2 separate regions of the Mus musculus genome follow, and region 1 is linked to region 2. The links are chromatin contacts, called in public Hi-C maps. All regions are on one chromosome and are shown on one strand. Each heading gives the region's core, a stretch centred on a gene start, on an enhancer-like site or on the middle of the called end of the contact. The rest is flanking DNA. Distances are from core to core; before and after follow the strand shown. Region 1 holds the start of Cdh7 (cadherin 7, type 2). Region 2 has its middle 9.4 kb from the start of Gm24267.

Region 1 (6,215 bases), core at 1,947-4,446, 2.2 Mb before region 2:
ATTAAAAAAAAAAAAACATAGACAGTGAGCGGTATCAAAAAAATAAGATTACCTTTTCACTACTGAAATTCCTTGATTATCAAAAACTATGTTAGAACACTAAGAAGTTAACCATTTCTACTGAAAAAAAAAAAAACCTGAAAAACATTCCATTGGGAAATTTAGAAATAGGGCATCAATTTAGAACAGTATTTCAGAATACAAAATTAATAAATAGGAAGATTTTATTCATGAAAATAACTAGCATGCCAGTTTTACCTTATGGGTTGTTACTATAAATCCTAATATATAAAGCTGCATGCTATTATTATCATTCTAGATATAATCTTACCATCTATAGTCTCTAGCATGGTAAAACACTACTGTTATGCATTAGGCTGAATTTGTATGTTATTTAACATGACATTCTGTCAATTTAATATTAATCCTATGTAATATTGGTGTCACTCATACATATATATGTATATGCATTTGTATGTATATTTGTATTATATAATTTCATTTCAATTAGTGAGCTTTGGGAATTTCTGTTCTTTGAGATTTCTCACATAATGAGACCATGATGAAGTCCATTAACTTCCTAGGCTACACAACACTAAAACCATGGACCACAATCTCCTACTAGTAACAAGCTTCAGTATAGAGTCAGGGGCCCTAGAAATTAATCACATAGCCTTTAGTGTGCATCTGGCTATCAACCATGAGGAAAAATTTTCCCTAAGTGGATTATATAGATAATTGCACTGAAATAGAAACAACTTCTCTCTTGGGAGAAAGAAATAAAAAAGGGGAAAAGCACATGGTTTATATTGAAGCCTGTACAAATTAAAAAGTAAACAAAGTAACAAACCACAGCCCTCCTGAATTATTTATGTAATAACTAAATGGATGTATTGTACTTCTAGGGCTACCTCTTTACATTTTATTATTATAGAAAATCTTGTTTTTCTAGTTTTAGTTTTTAATTTGCCCTTGTATTACACCTTTCTGTCAGGTGTGATTTACACGACTTCCGTGAAAGGCTTTATGTTCCAATAAATACTTTACAAAATAACTTGAAATAAAATTTTCAAGAATGAAAAATCTTTTCTGTAATAAGAACTGAATGTATGGATAGACATCTGCATATTAAATGGCCCTGGACATTCTGTCAGTGAGGAGTCTTGCAAGACAAGGTGGGGGAGGGGGCAGTGATCAAGGGGGCTTCTCTGCAGAACCAGCAAATTCCCAGAGGAGGCACTGTTGTACTGTTGGTCAGAGTTAGATCTCCTCTGCTTGTTAGAGGCTAGGGAGATGGTCACACAGGACTCTGTCACATGGTTTGCCCTCAGCTCCCCTTTGCCACCAGAGCAAGGAAAGTCAGACTCTCTTATTCACTGCACAAACACTTGCATTTCTGTCCCTTTGGAATTAACTCGTGCATGCAGGCTAGTCTGGAAGTTTCTAAAATTCTCAATTTAAGATATGGGTTTGAAGCCTTCTAATGAAGTAAAAAACATTTTCTATTTCTTTTTCCTTCCAAGAAAGAACACTGTGATGCACTGCAAGCTGTTGAAGCAATAAATATAAATCCTTATAAAATTCAGGACGGTTGGAATCACTCAACAATAATATGTACAAAAGAAAACAAGTTAAGGATTTAGTATATAGCACCTTTCTGAAAGATTTGGAAAAGTATTTAACTTGACACATAGATGTATTCATTCTCTTTTTCTTTTCTTTTTTTTTTTTTTTTTTTTTTTTTTTGATATCTATATACAGTCTGAGAAGTTTAGACCCCTGATACCACTTAGAAACCAAAATACTGAATAATAGCAATGCTGGCAAGAAAATGATGCCTGAAAAGAGACAGTGGTTTTATTTTTCAGACCAAAGAAGGCTGAGCAGTAGCCAACAAATATGTTCTCCACCCTCTCTCCCTATTGGATGCTAAAAACCGAGAGTCAATTCAAGGGTACGTTTCACTAATATAGATGCCTTGTAGTAGCCTTTCATAAGAAAGAGAACAACTCTCTGACACTAAATCAATAAAAGTAGACTTAGGAAGAGGTGTGCATCTGTCAACTGATAGTTAATGCAATTCTAATGACCTATCGCAGTCTTTAATTACAGTAATACTTCACACTGAGAGTGCACAATGCCCTTTTAGTAACACTACAAACTAGAATAGCTTCTAGGAGGGTGATAGGCTGTGCCTCTTGCTTTATTTCTCTTTCCACACACAAAATTTCAGCAAGCTTACTCAGATAAAACTATTAAAACTGGATGCTGCCTCACAGCTTCCACTTAGCCACTGACAATTAAACAGGAGTACACAAGGAAGATTACCATGAAGTTGCTGGCCAGCAACCTATACTTTTGCAGTTACTCCATGCTTTTCAAAATAGCCCGTAAAAATAAAGAAAGTCATTTGAATGCATTTCTCTTTCACATAGAATAGCAAGCATTTGGCTCAACATGACGTCTGACCAGTTCTTTAGAAAACGAGCTGTTTGAGTGGGTTTCTGGAAGGTGCAGTTGGAATTACTCTTAGTTCTTCCTTCCCCTTAACAACTCTTTATAAAGACTCAAAACTACTTAGATTTTGCTGACCGTGCATCTACACAAACTTCCTTTTAATAATGGTTCCTACTACAACAGAACTCTAAAAATACATTTTTGGTTTTTGCACTAGCAATCTACCTTTAACAGCAAATACTGTCAATTTGCAATTTCAATACGATGACAATAAATTTTCCTATCTGTAAAGAGAGATTAAAGTTCTGTCAATCCACCTCTGTAAAAAACAAAACAAAACACCTGCTGGGCACTGATATTGTGGAGGGTAAGTCTTATTTTTATAAATATTGAATTTAATACATGACCTAAATATATCTCTTGCAAAGTAAAAGGTGTTTTACAAATATTAATGAATTACTATGCAAATTTTTCACAGTCTAGAGATTCTAAATCTGTGATTTTTTTTTTCCCTAACAGCTTATGATTTCCCCAGTTCAGGGTTAATTTATTTTGGTAATCTTTACTTACCTGAACTATGACATCTAAGAAATCCGAAGGGTTAATGATCTAAACCGTGAAGCCATTCAAAGCTAAGGTCCTTTTGTATCAATCCACGCTGGGAGGCTGGAAGGCTGAATACCAGCAACTAGCCTTGTGCCAAGTGAACCCACGAAGATGTCCAAGTCCAGAATGAATTCCAGAGAAGCAGGGTGCCCTTTTCCCAGCTCACACCAAAGGTACAAAGAGGCGAAGTGGAAGCAAACCCTGAAGATGCACCTGACCAACGGAATACTAATTACTAGGGGGGAAAAAAAGAGCAACCATACTTGAGTTCCACATTCACATAAGGCCAAAGAGGTCTAGGGCAGATGGTTCAAAGGAATCCTGCTCCTGCTTACACAAGGCACACACCTCCTTCCAGCCTCAGACCTCTGCAGAAAGCGGTGGCACAATTTGCTCCGAGTTGTGCCAGCATCAGTTCAAGGTCCACGGAAAGATCCGCTGGGTACCTCTTAGAGGACAGCGGTGGAGATGGCGAGTGTTTACCTCTGCATTTGAAGTGGGCTGGGATTGGGATTCACTCTCACCCTGACTACTTCCCTCGCGTTGCACCTGGTGTCTGTCAACACTGCTTTCCTGGAGGATCTCGGGAGAACTCAGTCCTCAAGCCTGTCCTGCCAGGCAGAAGCACGTCTCAACACAACACGCAGTAACTTGGGAACGCCACGGGAAACTCCGCACGGATACCCTCCCCCCCTACTCCCGCTCTTTGCTCACTTATCTGTCCGGCTCCCCGCGGTGCGCAGCGAGGGCGCGCTTCTGCGAGGGCGACCTCCCCAGCCCCAAAGGAGGCACACATACACTCACCTGGGGCCTCTCTACCCTGCCAGCAGCATCAGGCACCTGAAACCATGGCGTTTGCATTTAAAAGAATGCGCACTTGGCAAGGGGGTGGAAGGGGTGGGGGATCCACGGGCGCTCAGGGACGCTGTGCTCCCAGCTATGAGCGCCGGGCAGACACAGAAGCAGCGGACCGGCACCTGCTCAGCCCCGCAGCAGCCTACTCGTCTTCCAATCACAACGCACTCCGCAGGGCACAAGGACCCTGGGGGTCATTGAATGCTAGGGTCCCGCTCTTGATAGGGACGAAAAGGGCCATCATTATTCTTCCCTTCCCACCCCCACCCTCCACCCCCATCCCCCACACACGCTAATCCTCTGCACAACAGTCTAGGGTACCAAGTCCGGAGCCAACCAGAGCGCGCGTCCCCGGAGAGGGCGGGAGGGCGAGCGCGGGTGACTGCGAGAGGGCGCGCAGGGGCCGACTTGGGAGTGCGCATTAGAGGGAGATGCAGATCGCCGCGGGTTACCACTGGCACCTTGTCTGAGAGGCTACAGAGACTTCAGGACCTCCTGGAGAAACAGAAAGCGCTGTTGGCTAAGATTGCCAAGAGAGAGACGCTTAGTCGGCATGCGCGCGCGCGCGTACACACACACACAGACACACACAGACACACACACACACACATACACTCACACACACACACACACACACACACACACACACACACACACACACACACACACACATATGCACACACACATGCGCGCGCGCGCATCCTCCTCCAGCTCCTGGATGACTGATCAGTGCAGATGGATTCCTTTGCAGAGAAATAAAGAAGGTTGAAAGTGGGAGGGCCTCAAGCCTCCCCCTCATCCCTCCCACCACCAAAGTATTTGCATCTTAAAGCAAGAAAGTAGGGGAGTTTTAAGAAATTATTTTCAAGCCTTCCCCTCTCCCGTCAGCCTGTCTAAGAAACCTTTACCAATTAAGCTCTTGAGGCACCATGGAAGTCATAAAACTAACCAGAACTTACAATTTTATTGCTTGATAGTTTTGCCCTTTCATTCTCCTCGGACTGCCCTACTTTTTTCTTTCTTTACTTGCAGCATATGTACTCCCTTGCTGTACTCTTTAATGCAAAACTTCTGACGGGTGTGATTTCCAGGCATGGTGGAATCTAGGAGCTTCTGGAGGTCAGCAAGAGGGGAAAGAGAGAGTAGCTGGGTTTTTATTCACAATGCACGCAGCCATCTGTATGTAACTCGGTTTTGTTTTGTTTTGTTTTGTTTTTTGTTTTGTTTTGTTTTGTTTTGCCTCTGTGGGGTGCTTGATTTAACCTGGTGACTTGGTGTTTAGTCAGGGAGATGAGAGGTGAACAGATCAGTGTGCATTTCTTTGCTTTTCATTTTTCACGCCCTCCTTTTGCCCACTCAACGCACTCCACAATCAGAGAACAGACTCACCCTCAGACTCTGATTCCTTGATTTCTCATTCAGTCTATTTGGTGGATCCTTCTTGCCCTTCGCCCAATTTAATTTCTTCTGAACTTTTAACTTCTATCCCCCTCCCCCTCTGCCCAGTATTTAAAATGGACTGCACTCAAGTGACTAAGACAGGAGGATCTTGAAATCAAAGTTAGCTGGTCTACACAGAAACACCTTGTCTTAAAATAAATATAAACAATAAATACATAAGGTAAAATCGTAAAATTTATGCTACCAATCCAGTATCTTTGAACTCCTGGTAAATCTGTTACCTCTTTGTTTTCTAGTACATTACCAAAACTAAAAAGGCTTTGGAAAATATCCTTGTTTTTTCGTAGTTTGTTTGTTGATTTCCTCAAGACTATGCTTGTCTGGGTCCAGAAATACTTCATTGTCCAGATATTTAGACCTTAAACACACTGGCGTAGGGTTCTGGCTCTTTGAAAAGCTCAAATCCTGAGTTTTCCTTGCTCCTAGCACTTAATCTACAATGCTGCATCCTTCCTTCCCCAACCCCATCAACCCTCCCCCCACCCTTCCCCCACCCCTCCCCAAACTTGCATATACTTACTTTGCATAATGAACTGCATTCTGGGACACTAACTTTTCTTATAGCCCTTATGGACTGAAAACTAAAAAAAAAAAAAAAAAGGGGGGGGGGGCCCAGACCAGGATTCATTGAAGAAAATATGAAAATATGAAGGCTGTTTGAACCTTGTAATAAATGTTTTGTAACCAACAAGGAAATGTCTGTATTTGTTCAGGCATTTAATTCTGAGCACACTAAACTAATTGTGCATTGCTCTCTGCCTTCCTGGGTCATCCAAATGGGAAAGGTGACACTGATTGGCAATCATTGCAGTCAGTCACAGTACTGTCTTTTCTAT
Region 2 (5,608 bases), core at 236-2,735:
AATGAGTTTTCAATATTAAAAATACTCAAATTATAGTTAGGAAAAGGTTCTTAAATTTTCCATGATCAATAAGATCACATAAAAAATATAAAGTACTGGCTGATTTGTCCAGCAAAACAAGGAGGGTTTCAAGCTCCCTTAATATGTATAAGTTCCAAGGACTGGTGTACTAAAATCCAGTAGTGCTGACATCTCTGTCCTGAGAATTTCATCAGGCTTTCTCTAGGAGCCTTTTCACGAGGCAAGATTGCAAATATGACATTGTTTCCATTCCTCACCAAGCACTATTTTGTTTCAAATTATGAGAACAAACAAATTGTGTTATTTAAAGGAACTTAGAGTTAGCCTTGCTTAGAGGCTTGGAAGGAGTCCTCAATGGAGATCTGCTTCCTTGATTGTCAAGAGATTGAAAATCGAGTCATTTGCTAAAAAGGATTTCAGAATGTTGACTTGGAAATTTAATTTTTGGTAGGTAGAGTGCATGCACGAGAGAATGTGTGGTAGCTGTTAAGGGCAATTCCACTAAAAGACACTGGTTCCTGGGAAGGCCAATTATGAAGAGTTGCCTGTGGCACCACTCAGTGCTTTTGCTTGGGAGGTGACAGCTTTTACTGATGCTGGCTGAAAGCCCCGGTTATTGCCAGTGCCTGGTGAATTCTCTCTGCATTTGGATAGGATCATTTATTGCAAGTTTATTCAAGTTGTTCCAGGCTCATAACCAACATTATCTTTAAAAAACAAAACAAAACAAAAAAAAAAAACAAAAAAAAAAAAACAAACAAAAAAAAAACCAAAACAATGACTAATGGCTGAGCTTTATATAGAAAGAAGACACACAGGGTAAAATGGAAGCTGACAAGCATCACAAAATTGCTGCCAGAGATGAAGCACTAAGGATACCGTGGCCAAGGCTGAGAAAATTTCCACAGAATCACCAAACCAAGTTGTGAATAAAAATAAAATCAAACGTGGGGAAAGGTGAAGGGGAAAGTGAAGCAGAAATAAAGAACCTTTGCATTTTCACATGACAAAAATCTAATTAGAGAAGAAATTGCAACCATTAGTCAGATTGTTGTGAACTGTGAAGCAACACAGGGCAACTTGAGAAAGGGCTGTCTGCAGTTCCCCTGAGCTGGGACACAGCCACATAGGGCAAGATATAAATAACTTTCCTCTAACATGTGGCTTGACTTTTGGCTGCTCATTTGTGCCCACTGACCCAAACTGGAGATTTTACAACCAACCTTGAAATGCTTTTTAAAAAGCTATTATAATTTTTTTGGTAATTTAGATTCAAAAGGTGGTAGTAGACAGACAGACAGGAGGTGGTAGTAGACAGACAGACAGTCCAGAGATTCCTGCTGAACCGCTTCTCTTTGTTTATTGGTAGGAAAGTGATGAGAGAAAAGCGCAGCTATCCTTCCTGATCCGTTTCCTATTCTCTCCTCTTACCTGAATGTTGCCATTTCCCTCCCTTGTGTAACCTGCAAGCCTCAGTGCCTCCCAGCTAATAATAGCACCCTGGCTTCTGTTATCTACTTGATCTGCAAACTGCTTCCCTGACAGCAATATTTTTCCCCCTCAGGAAAGTCCAATACAACTGACATTTGGAGAAGCAATTGGAAGAATTTCAGTAAAGGAAGCTGATATTTTCCATCCAAATCAGGAAAAAGAAAAAAAGAAAACCACTTTAGAATTAAGAAACCTCTAAGGGACCATATAAAAATTCTGTAGATAGAAAGAAAATGAATAGCTCCCATTCCCTAGCTATTTAATAGGCTGTATGGTGCTCTCATGGAAATATTTAGTAAAGATACCCATTAAGATACATATTCTTTCCAAAACAATGTATTTTTAGTTTCTATAGAGATCTATACAGATTTCTATATAAGATTTCTAACAACACCTAGGTATAAAACCAAGACTGTAGATGAGAGAGTGGAATCTCAAGGCAGACATTAGTATGATGATTAAAACAGAATTTGGTCCTCAAAAACTGTTCTTTGGAATTGTAATCCTGGGTTTGTGGTATTTAAGTGGCTTATATCCAGACTTCTAAAGTGAATCATAATGTTCTGGTAAGTTTTCCCATATGCACATATTTTGCCTTGAAAATTAAAATGTGATGCCCTTACCAGTTTAATAGTACATTTAGCAGAATTCCACAAAACAGTTGAGTCTTTCTCTCACAGTTCTGTGGGAAAATTTTCTAAAATCAAGATGTTAACAGGGCTGTCATATCCCCTTTATTGGCTGTATTGAAAGATCTTTTCTTGCTTCGTCTATCTTCTCATGGCTGCTATGATATGTGACCCTTAGCTTATGGCTGTGTCTGTCCAGCTTCCCTCTTCTCTGTGTCACAATGATAGTGTGATTGATCCCCAAATTTACATTCTATTTCTTAGCAAGACACTTATCACTGGATTCAGAGTTTGCTGAATCCAGTATGATCTTATTTCAATTTAGTAACGTGAGCTAAATAATTTATAGTCCATTTTTTTCCACAATTTTATCTTATTTACTAGTCCAAAAGTTTTGGTGAAGGCCTCAATGTGTATCTTCTCTTCAGTAAGATATTAAAACCATAATAATAAATGTAAAGAATAAATGCATTCTGGAAAGTAGCGAAACCCGGACAGATAACCATATTATGACAGCTTTGGTGAAATGAAGATAAACTCTATTTAGCTACACAGTCTCACTTAAAATGAATTTACATAAAGTATGAGTAACCATTTCACAAAGAAAGAACTCAAGAAGAAAAACAGGACTGTATGAAAGGTATGCAGAAAGGTCGGACTCCATGCTGGGCTGCTGAATTTTCCTAGCATTTCTTTAGACAAAAACATCAGTAGGAACAAAATGTATTTATCACTCCAGCTTGATAAACAGAGAAAAATATTTTTTTCTCAGTAGTAGACAAACAAATCTCCATCCTTCAAGAAAAACTGGATATAATTATGTAACAATCATTTGCCTGCTGTTTTTGTGCTAATAAAGGCTTAATTTCCCCCTGTTGACACTCTCTAGCTGAAGACACTTCCATGACCTCCTGCTATTCTTGTTTGCCAATTTTCATGTATGCATGCCTCAAAAATGTGACATTTGCCTAGGAGACTCAAATTGGCATGTTTGTCTCACACTATCATGAGATGCCTTGTATATTTTTATTGAAGTAAGTTTGTGTCTCAGGGCTTTAGTGCTATGAACAGACACTATGATCAAGGCAACTCTTATAAGGACACATTTAATTGGATCTGACTTACAGGTTCAGAAACTCAGTCCAGTATCATCAAGGCAAGTTCCAGGGAGGCATGCTGTAGGAGGAGCTGAGAGTTCTACATCTTATATCTGAAGGCAAACAGGAGAAGACTGGCTTCCAGGAAGTTAAGATAAGGGTCTGAAAGTCCACTCCTCCAACAAATCCACACCTCCTAGTAGTGCCACTCCCTCTGCCAAGAATATTTGAACCATCACAACTTGGATATTCCTTAACATCAAAATTTTTACAAAGTTGCTTGTTTGCCACCTGTGGTATTTCTTGTCTTAAAAACGTCATGTAGTTATCTCTTTACAAAAATATAAAAATTAAAGAATAGCATAGGAAAATGTTATGCCATCCATGCAAATGCTGTTTCCTGTGAGGTGAAGTCTTCTGAGGAGATATGCCTAAGTGGCCACTGACCTCAGCACAGGAACTGACAGAAGATAAAAGGAAAGGTCTTCTCAAATTCACATGGCGAACCAGTACATTCTCAGGGCTTACTATCTAAAGCATTCCTTGCAGGACAGTTTCCTACCTGGACATAAATAATGCAGAGCCAGCCAAAGTACCCAGAGGCCCCCACCGTAGCATGACTTGAGAAGGCTGCTTCACTTGAGTACCCTGTTCAAACTGCATGCTTCTCCCAAAGCTCCTCCCCCCCTAATTATTCACTGTTTTTATACACATGGTGAGGGAAGCTTGTGTCTTTTGATGTTCCTTTTAATTCTGATAAATTCATGAGCCTCCTACTCCATTCTAGAGAGGAGAAAGTTACAAAGCAGGCTGCTTTTTATATACTGTGATGTTCTACTTCATCCAGAAGGAAAAAGAAACAATGGATGTTTTAAGTCTGGAAAGAAACTGAAATCACACATATTTTGAAGATTATCTTACAAACATGAGAACATATTTAAAGTCCTTCGCTTACAGCTTTCTGAGTTACTTGTATAATTTCAGCACTTTAGAAAAACCAGGCAGGTCAAGTTGGAGTTGAAGACCATCATACTAATGGCTACATACGGAGTTAGATCCCTGCATGGACAACTTCAGATTATTTCAGCAAAAACAAATCAGAGAAGAAAAAAAGAAAGAAAAAAAAAGAGGGAAGCTGTTAAGAAGCCCAAAACATTAGAGCAGTTCTGTGAGATCTGGAAAGCATCTGGCAGAAGCTGACACAGACATACCTTTACTTGGCATTTTAGGATGGACAGGGTCCATGTGACCACAGAGGCCATGGTCACATCATGAAAGGGTAAGCATTAAGGGTAGTAATCATACCAGAGATAACTGTAAGAAATACAGAGAAACTGTAAGAAAGTTAGTTCAAAGTGAATGAGTAAAAGATACAGCTGCCATTGCCATGAACACTATGGAGGATGGGGGCACATGAAGAGAGAAGGGGAGATCATGAAAGCACACAAGATGTGCCAAAGCCTAAGATATCAAAGCACATTTGTTTAAAACTCTGGTTATATCCTAGGAGATGGGAACCAGGGAATACCAAGGTGCTTAACAAGGGGCCAACCTAAAGCAGACAGAGAAGACCATGATTTAACATAAGGAAGCAAAACAAGGAAAGAGAGATAAAAGCGGAGAGGAAACATAATAAGCATAGGAAAAATAAACGCCTTTAGAAGTGTAAAAGTAGCTTCCTCAGGATCGCCACTACAGCTAAATTCTGTACCTGATAACCAGAACCCACTGATACCACTCACTCAAGAAAACCAGAAACAGTCCTAGAACCTGATGATGGACACGGACAGTATATAAGCAGAGACCAACAACAGTACTCTGTTCTGCATATATGGAGAGACACCATCTTATTTGCTTTGCAGCTGCAGAGTCTCCCCCAGGATCCTGACCCTAGAATCAGGGACTTCTGTTAGAGACTGACCTTCAGCTAAGATATTTCCTACAGGTAAGCAGCCTTGGGGAGACAGGCCTAGCGCTACAGTTAGGAATTTAGAGTACAAGCATCAACATCATATGGTAACCCTCAGCATTATAAAATATAACTTCCATTATATTAAGTATGAGTAGCTACCTTCTCTTTCACTATAGGAGGGGAGGGAGGATAGTAAGGAAAAGAGGAAGGGAGAGGAAGGGGAGGAAGGAGGAAGGGAGGGAGGAGGGAGGGAGGGAAGAGGGGAGGGAGGGAGGGAGGGAGGGAGGAAGGGAGGGAAGGAGGAAGGAAGGAGGAAGGAAGGAAGGAAGGAAGGAAGGAAGGAAGGAAGGAAGGAAGGAAGGAAGGAAGGAAGGAAGGAAGGAAAAGCAAGCCATTTTCTCCAAATGAAAATATATCTATGACAGAAAATGAAGGTGGGAAGGTAGAGCCACAAGGCA

The links. A called contact is a pair of places that touch in the nucleus more often than the background predicts.
Region 1: a Hi-C map of cerebellar granule neurons shows a contact between it and region 2, with 1.7 times the contacts expected there. The contact joins the promoter of Cdh7 here to the enhancer-like site in region 2. A contact is called at or near these places in 3 of 39 promoter capture datasets (the 3T3-L1 cell line, embryonic stem cells and hippocampal neurons), 2 of 484 Hi-C or Micro-C datasets (cerebellar granule neurons and cerebellum) and 1 of 115 datasets of contacts at active chromatin or transcription factors (embryonic forebrain).

Annotation. Positions count from the first base shown.
Region 1 is chr1:109,980,704-109,986,918 of GRCm38.p6, reverse strand. It overlaps Cdh7 (cadherin 7, type 2), which reads right to left and starts at 3,196. Exons shown (of 12, transcript NM_172853.3): 1 at 3,028-3,196.
Region 2 is chr1:107,763,283-107,768,890 of GRCm38.p6, reverse strand. No RefSeq gene overlaps it. Among named protein-coding and RNA genes, the nearest start is that of Gm24267, 9.4 kb to the right of the region's middle. Within about 2 kb of position 1,485, at least 2 of the 459 cell types and tissues checked have an H3K27ac peak or open chromatin away from gene starts, as enhancers often do. A contact at or near this core is called in cerebellar granule neurons, where this site is marked.